Regions from separate parts of the Pan troglodytes genome. Here region 1 is linked to region 2. A link is a contact called in public Hi-C data. All regions are on one chromosome and are shown on one strand. The core of a region is the stretch at or near the end of the contact, and the rest is flanking DNA. Distances in the headings are between cores, read along the strand shown. Region 1 overlaps LOC129135347. Region 2 overlaps TMEM178A (transmembrane protein 178A).

The links. A called contact is a pair of places that touch in the nucleus more often than the background predicts.
Region 1: a Hi-C map of stem cell-derived neural progenitor cells shows a contact between it and region 2, with 3 times the contacts expected there. The contact joins two enhancer-like sites. A contact is called at or near these places in 2 of 7 Hi-C or Micro-C datasets (blood and stem cell-derived neural progenitor cells).

Annotation. Positions count from the first base shown.
Region 1 is chr12:83,265,427-83,268,883 of NHGRI_mPanTro3-v2.0_pri, forward strand. The region is part of intron 2 of LOC129135347; the gene reads right to left. Among named protein-coding and RNA genes, the nearest start is that of MAP4K3, 76 kb to the right of the region's middle. Within about 2 kb of position 2,040, at least 12 of the 24 cell types and tissues checked have an H3K27ac peak or open chromatin away from gene starts, as enhancers often do. A contact at or near this core is called in stem cell-derived neural progenitor cells, where this site is marked.
Region 2 is chr12:83,082,786-83,086,137 of NHGRI_mPanTro3-v2.0_pri, forward strand. The region is part of intron 1 of TMEM178A (transmembrane protein 178A); the gene reads right to left. Among named protein-coding and RNA genes, the nearest start is that of TMEM178A, 31 kb to the right of the region's middle. Within about 2 kb of position 1,641, at least 11 of the 24 cell types and tissues checked have an H3K27ac peak or open chromatin away from gene starts, as enhancers often do. A contact at or near this core is called in stem cell-derived neural progenitor cells, where this site is marked.

The DNA of each region.
Region 1 (3,457 bases), core at 790-3,289, 180 kb after region 2:
TAGTATCATTAGTCTCCTTTTGAAGATGAGAGAATTGAAGATCAAAGATGTGAAATAACTTGCCCCAATTCCCCCAGGTCTCATGGCTATAGAATGCTTGAACTGAAATTTCAGTTCATGTCTTCCAAGATCCAGGTTCCATGTTCTTTCCACAAAACCATTCAGAACTGGAAGTTTTGCTATGGCCATCCTGAAGGCCTGGCTGTTTGGAAACCCTCCAGATACCCTCATCTCACCCTGACATCCATCCCACACCTGTTCACCACTCTACTTCAGAATCTCACACACCCTCTGTCTTTCCTCCATCCCTGACCTCCAGCTGATCGCTCAGCTGCACTCATTTCTTATCCCTACAACTTCTTGACTCCCAGTAATTAAAATACATCAGCTGCCACTTCTCCTGGGCTGAGGAGGATGTTTCTGGCCCACAACTACTCCAGCCACTGACTTCAAGATCAAGTCAGCTGGGTCCTGGAAAACTCAGTGTATCCCTAAGGATTTCCATGAATTGAGAATCTTTAAATGAATGCTTAAGAGGCATTTGTGCACTTACTGATTCTAACCCACACATACACAAGCACATACACACAAACAAATATGCACACACAATACACATACACATACACATACACACACAGAGATCTCTTCTCAACTCAGGGCAGAGATATAGAAAACCCTGGGGGAGAAACCAGTGCCCTTCTATTAGGAGATGACACATCAAACTTCAACTTCCTAATAATAGTGATTATTCTGGGATGCTGGGCACCCCCTAGTGGGAGTAATGGAGAGAGAAGACAGACTGTTTTGGTGCTGTTCTCAGTAACCCATTCCACCCACAACTTCCTGCCCCTTCGCTGCCTTCTCCTTCCAGCCCATCTCACTGTTCTTGGAATGATTCATTCTTCCCACGATGATTGGGCCTTTTGCCCCATAAAACCCTCCCTCTCTTTACAGACATAATGGACTAAAACTAAGCAGAAGGCAACTCAGGCAGAACAGCAGGAAAAACTTCCTATGGGGAGAGCGCTTAAAATCTGAAATGAACTTACAAGGCAAACTAAGTAAGACCTAACTGCACTGGGCAGAACAATAGAGAATATCTCAGAAAGATATTCTTGGAGGTGAAGAGGATGAGGGAAAAGCTATTTCCCTGATTTCATATATTAATGCCCCCATCCAACACTCTCAGACTGATTTCATGACAATATAAATGCCCTGTGCTACGTCTAACCCCTTTTAAGGCCAAGAGAACACCCAACATTTATACATTTGAAATAAACAGATGAAGCCTGTCCCAGCAGAGTGGCAGCTCATCCATGAACTGGGCACTATGTAGCAATGTGGGACATTCTGAACATTTGTGTACTAATACCCACTCTTTTCAAGGCCACTGCCATAGCTCCCCACGACGGGATGAGTCCTACTATATTGTAAACAATAAAGTGTTTTCTGAGTGTTTACGTTATACCAGGCTCAAGATTCGTAAGCATTTTTAAGACATGCCCACATCTAGTTCAGTCCCTTCTCCAAACAAGGGCCTTAATAAAAGATAGGGAGAGTAACATATTTAAGTACATGCGCAAAGAATCCTTCTGGGCATATTCACAGTTCTTATTTTAGTTAAGTATTTGATAACTTGTTCACTGGGTGAGGGGCCAGCCAGTCTCATCTTGGGGACCAGTGCCTGTCTCTAGTAGATGTGATAATTATACAGCACCCACCTTCATGCAGAGCTTTGGTTGTTATGATCTTATTCCTTCCTAGATTTGAGTCATCAGCTCATTAGTGCCCATTCAACTTAGCCTTCCTCTGATGAATCCTCTAAAACCTTGCTCATAATTTTACCGATACCAGCACAGGATTTTCCCTGCTATGCCTCCTGCTTCATCTGGAGCCTAGTGACTTGGAGAGTCTAATCTCACAACTGCTTACAATGTTAATCCCTTTCATCTCTTCTTTTAGAACCATGTGGTGATGTTCATCTTTCTGACAACCAAGAACCTTGGAAGAATCTCTCGCCTCAGGCGCTCCTATTTTGGTGCCTAGCTCGGCCGCCTTCCAAATCACCAGAGGCATCATAGAATGCAACTGTCTGTGGAGGGTTGGAGGACGAATTGGACACAAATTCATTGGACGGCTGAAGGAAAAAAGAAAGGTCAAGGATGCTCCAGCTTGGCCAGCCTCGCAGGCCTGACAGCAGAAGCTGGAATTCTTTCTTTTATAACTTGGGCTTGAATTAAAGGCATTTTTTTTTAGTCCAGAGACCTTTGGCCTTCACTCCAAACAGAACACTCAGTGGGGTGGAGCAAGGCTGTCTGTTGGCAGGAAGGGCACGCTGACCTCTGGCCCTAATGCCTTCCCTAACCTGGAAGACATAAAAGCTGTGGTGAGTTAGCTGAGCCACCTGGAGTGCTCTGTCAGTATGTAGAATGTTCTAAATCATGTAAAGGGCCCTGCCTTTGTAAAGAAGAGTGGTGAAGTGTTTATGGGCTCAGAGAAGAAAACATATGGAGAGAAAATGAGAATTAAGAAGAATAAACCTAACTAGTGGCTGCTTTGGATGTCTAGAAGACAAGTAAAACTCAGAAAAGAGGCCCCAGTTCTGAGAGGCAGAGATAAGGGAACTTCCAGTACATCTGTCTCTATTTTCAGAAGAGATAAAAACCAAATCATAAATCTAAAGATGAAGGTACATTCATCTGGGGAGAGGACTAAACAAGCTGTTATATTTCAAACAGCTATTAGGATTGCAAAAATGAACACTTTTAACTTACTAGTGGAAGCATTTCTTTCCTGCAAGTCACCTTGGATCAGATTAGACAACAAAGAGAAGATAACAAAAAATTATTTTTTTGTGCAGGCTAAGAAGCATTAATTTAGGCTCTTTGTACTAAGCTAGATTCCTGTCCTGGATGCTTTCCAAGAAAAAGCAAAAAGTGAGCAACCAGAGCAGTTATGGGAAATTCAAGTGTGTGCTTTGTTGGTAAGGATGAGAACGGGGGGTTCCGCTGGCCCAGAGCTGCAAACGAAATCAATGGTCTGCAGCTTGGGAGGTGGCCAGAGGACCCAGGCCACTGGATCAGGCACTCAGAGAGCCAGCATGAGCCTTCAAGGCAGTGCTTGTGGGCAGGAGGACAGGTCTAAGCTTCCTGCCAGTGCCTATGGCAAGTTGGATATGTATTTGCCAGTATCCCCAAGGGAAGGGGTTCTGTGCCAGCTGGAGCTCTCTCAGGAAAGACAGGTAGCTCTCAGATGATGTCCAAGGAAACCAGGTGAGGGCTTGAATTGTGGCCAGCGAAGCAGGGTGTGTAACACCTGAGGAGGCCAGATGGGGATCAGGAGCATTCAGGCAGGCAAGAAGGGGTGTGACATGCCCATGAAAGGTGGGTGTGGGCATTCCAGGGCCTAGATAATGTTTATGGAAGAGGTTTCTATCACAACACAATACAAGGCACTC
Region 2 (3,352 bases), core at 391-2,890:
TACTCAAGACCCATCTCCTCCTCTGTTCCTTGCTTGTAATGGGCAGGATCCCAGTGGCAAGAAGAGTAACAGGAAGGAGATGGCAGCTGGCCCAGGGTTCTCCTGCTTCCTCTACGTGTGCCAGGAATTAGGTAAGTAGCGCACACATCACCAAATCGCCTTTCCTTCTCCATGGGGCTCTCAGGCTAAATTTAAAGTGCCAAGAATTCCGAAATGAAAAGAGAAAGAGGGTAGGGAAAATGATGAGGTCTGGGCTGACAGTAACAAGCAGTACTCAAGGACTCCAAAGAGTGGGGGTCTGGTAGCAAGCCCAGAGCTCCACAGCTGAGTTTGCAAGAAAATGTTCTATGGTCCAGGTGTTCCACTCCCTTGGAAGATGATTAGAGACTTCAGGCAGAATTAGAAGAGAAAGTGGGAATGAAAGACAGCTCAGCAGCAGTGTCAGAGACCTGCCATTAGCTGTTTTATGTCCTTGTTCTTAAACACTTGTTCCACTGTCATAGGAGAAAGTCAGATAGATTTGAAGAGGAAAGCAATATTATTAAGGTTTGGCTCCCTACAGCACACACATTAAATTGACAAAATGAAACCACAAAAATCTTACAGGAAAAGACCTGTAGTTGCTTGACAGAACATATCAAGCAACCAAAGACAAATTAGATCTTTTTGATAAAAAGACAAGCACATATATATACACAGATGGTGGTAAAGACGGAAGTTCCATGCAGTGTTATGTTAAGGAATAATTTATACTGTTAAAATCCACAAGGAGGCATTAGATTCCAATTTTTTCAAAGTCACACATGCAAACTTTGAAATTAACTGGCTTTCTGGGTTTAGAGAGCAATGAATCTGGCTCTCTGAAAAGGAACACAAAAAGCATGAGCTCATAGCACCAGATGGCATCACACAATGGGGGGAAGAAACATGCAGAGGATTGAAAAGAACAAGTTGTGGTTTATATTTAGTGATTAATTAGCTTCTTAAAGGGCCAAGTAGAGCCACTTTAATGATGATATAAACCATAGAATAAGATACACAAGTATGTTGCACAGGGGGTTAGAAATGGAGCTTTTTGCCTGGTGAATTTCCGTTGTTTCCAATACTGAGTTCCAAGCTAAGTCATAGAAACCCCTACTCAAGGTTAAATAAGGAAGAAACATGAGAAAGATGCTATAAACAGTCATTACTATCAATCAATAATGAGGCGGGCAGTATACATGATGGTTAAAGACCTTGCGGTCAGACAGACTTGGGTTTGAATCCTAGTTGTGTGACTTGTGGCAAATTACTGAAGCTCACTGAGCCTTGGTTCCCTCGTCTGTAAAAGAGGGAGAATAATGGCAGATACCTCACTGAGTTATGGTGAGGAATGAAAGAGGTAATTCAGGACTTAGCATAGGATGTGTGGCCCACTGTAAGTACTCCATAATGTCAGCCTTGGATTATGAATTCCCTCTTGGCACCTGCCCAATTCGCCATACAGAACCACTGCCACACACCAGGAGTCTGCACCTTAAATGGTCATCACAGATTAACCCAAGTGTACAGAGAAATAAACAGACACATGGCAACAGCTGCCTGAACAATGGCCCAACCAACAGCTCTCATGTTTCCTCTCCATTCTCGCCACTTTAGAACAAGACTCCCATCACCTCACTCCTGAAGAATTTGCTAACTGACCTCCTTGCTCAACCCTCAACCTACCCTGCATGCCACTGCTAGATAAATTTGCTGTGTGAAGTTTTGAGGCCTCTGGAGTCTCAGTTGCCCATCAGTAAAATGCAATATGAAAACCTTTAAGATTTTTGTTACATCTACCTGCCTTTTACAGTATCATTAACTTAATATGTGGCCTTAAATTGATTACTGTAAGCGAGGAACAGTTTCACTTGCTATGATATAATTATGTATTTGTTTTAAAATTATGTATTTATTTAAAAATACATTGTCTGACACATATAAGTACTATATAATTGTTTATTTAAATGTTTTAATGCTTTGCCATTGTGTCAACTTCCACACTGACCAACAGAAGATGCGAAAATCACACGCGGTCCCTCAGAACGTAAGACTGGGGTTTTCATTGACTGGCTCTGTCCAGGAACATACAATTGGGTTCCCCCTGAATCGAATTCAGACTCTAGACCCCTATCATCTATCCCTACCTCCAACTTCACTTACACTTACCTGTGACTGGTTCCCAGGGGCTACTTCCCTCCCTCCCCAAATTGTCCCCTGGCAACATCATGTCCATCTCTGTGACCATCCTAGCCTACATCACTAACTTTAGAACAGTCCAAAAACTACTATCCCTCCAGGCTCACTGCCTTCGAAAAGCCTACCCCAAACCCTGCAGACTACATAGCTCACTCTCTTTGCTGAGCCTCACCATCTCACTCTTGATTACTGGTCTTTGTCACTGCCTACTAGATCAGAAAGTCTGCCTCTTCATTAATGTCCCAAGTTCCTTAAGCAGGGAGGCTGTGACTTTTTTCTGGATTACAACATTTAAGAGGTATGTCTGAAACAGTTGATGGCAATAGCAGTACCACTAATGCTTAAGGTTCTCTAGCAGAAAGAGTTAACAACAGGCTACACCATTTCCTAAACATTTCAAAGACAACTTGGAATTCTTCAGCTGGCCCTTGAGCAGAAAAATAAAGAATTATTTCCCCAGCACACGTCTCAGTTTGAAAAGAAAAATCAATCATGCGGTCATAGGACAGGGTAGCAGCCATGTTCTGGTCAGAGATTTAATTTCAGAGCAAAGCAGGGGCTAAAGCAGACAGACAAAAATGCTTTCCTTATCACCTCCTGTATTGGGTATAAACAGTGAAACTTGTTAAAATAAATAAACTAAATACAGTAAGTTTAGGGGCTTAACACTGACTTTTAGAGCCTCAAATGGCTAAACCAGTCCCAAAGGCAAAGCTCTTGAGGACAAACCTTTCATCAGGTCTACAGAACTGAAAGGAGAAAGATACTAATTAGTAAATCTAAGCAGCTCTGTCCAGTAGAAATATAATGCAAATTGTAAGAATTTTAAATGTTCTAATGGTCATATTGAAAAATAGGTGAGATTAATTTTAGTATTTTTAAATTTAACATGCAATCAATACTTTGAAAGTTGTTAATGAGATATTTTATATAGTTTTTTCATACTAAGTCTTCAAAATCTAAATCTGATATCTTCTACTTATAGCACATCTCTTTTCAGACAAGCGTCATTTCAAATGCTCAATAGTCTCATGTGGCTTCCATCCTGGAGAGGGGAGGTTACTAGATGAAAATGAGTAAGACTCCAACCAAAGCAAAAGCAACTGGGAGCAAGAATGTTTGATATAGAAAG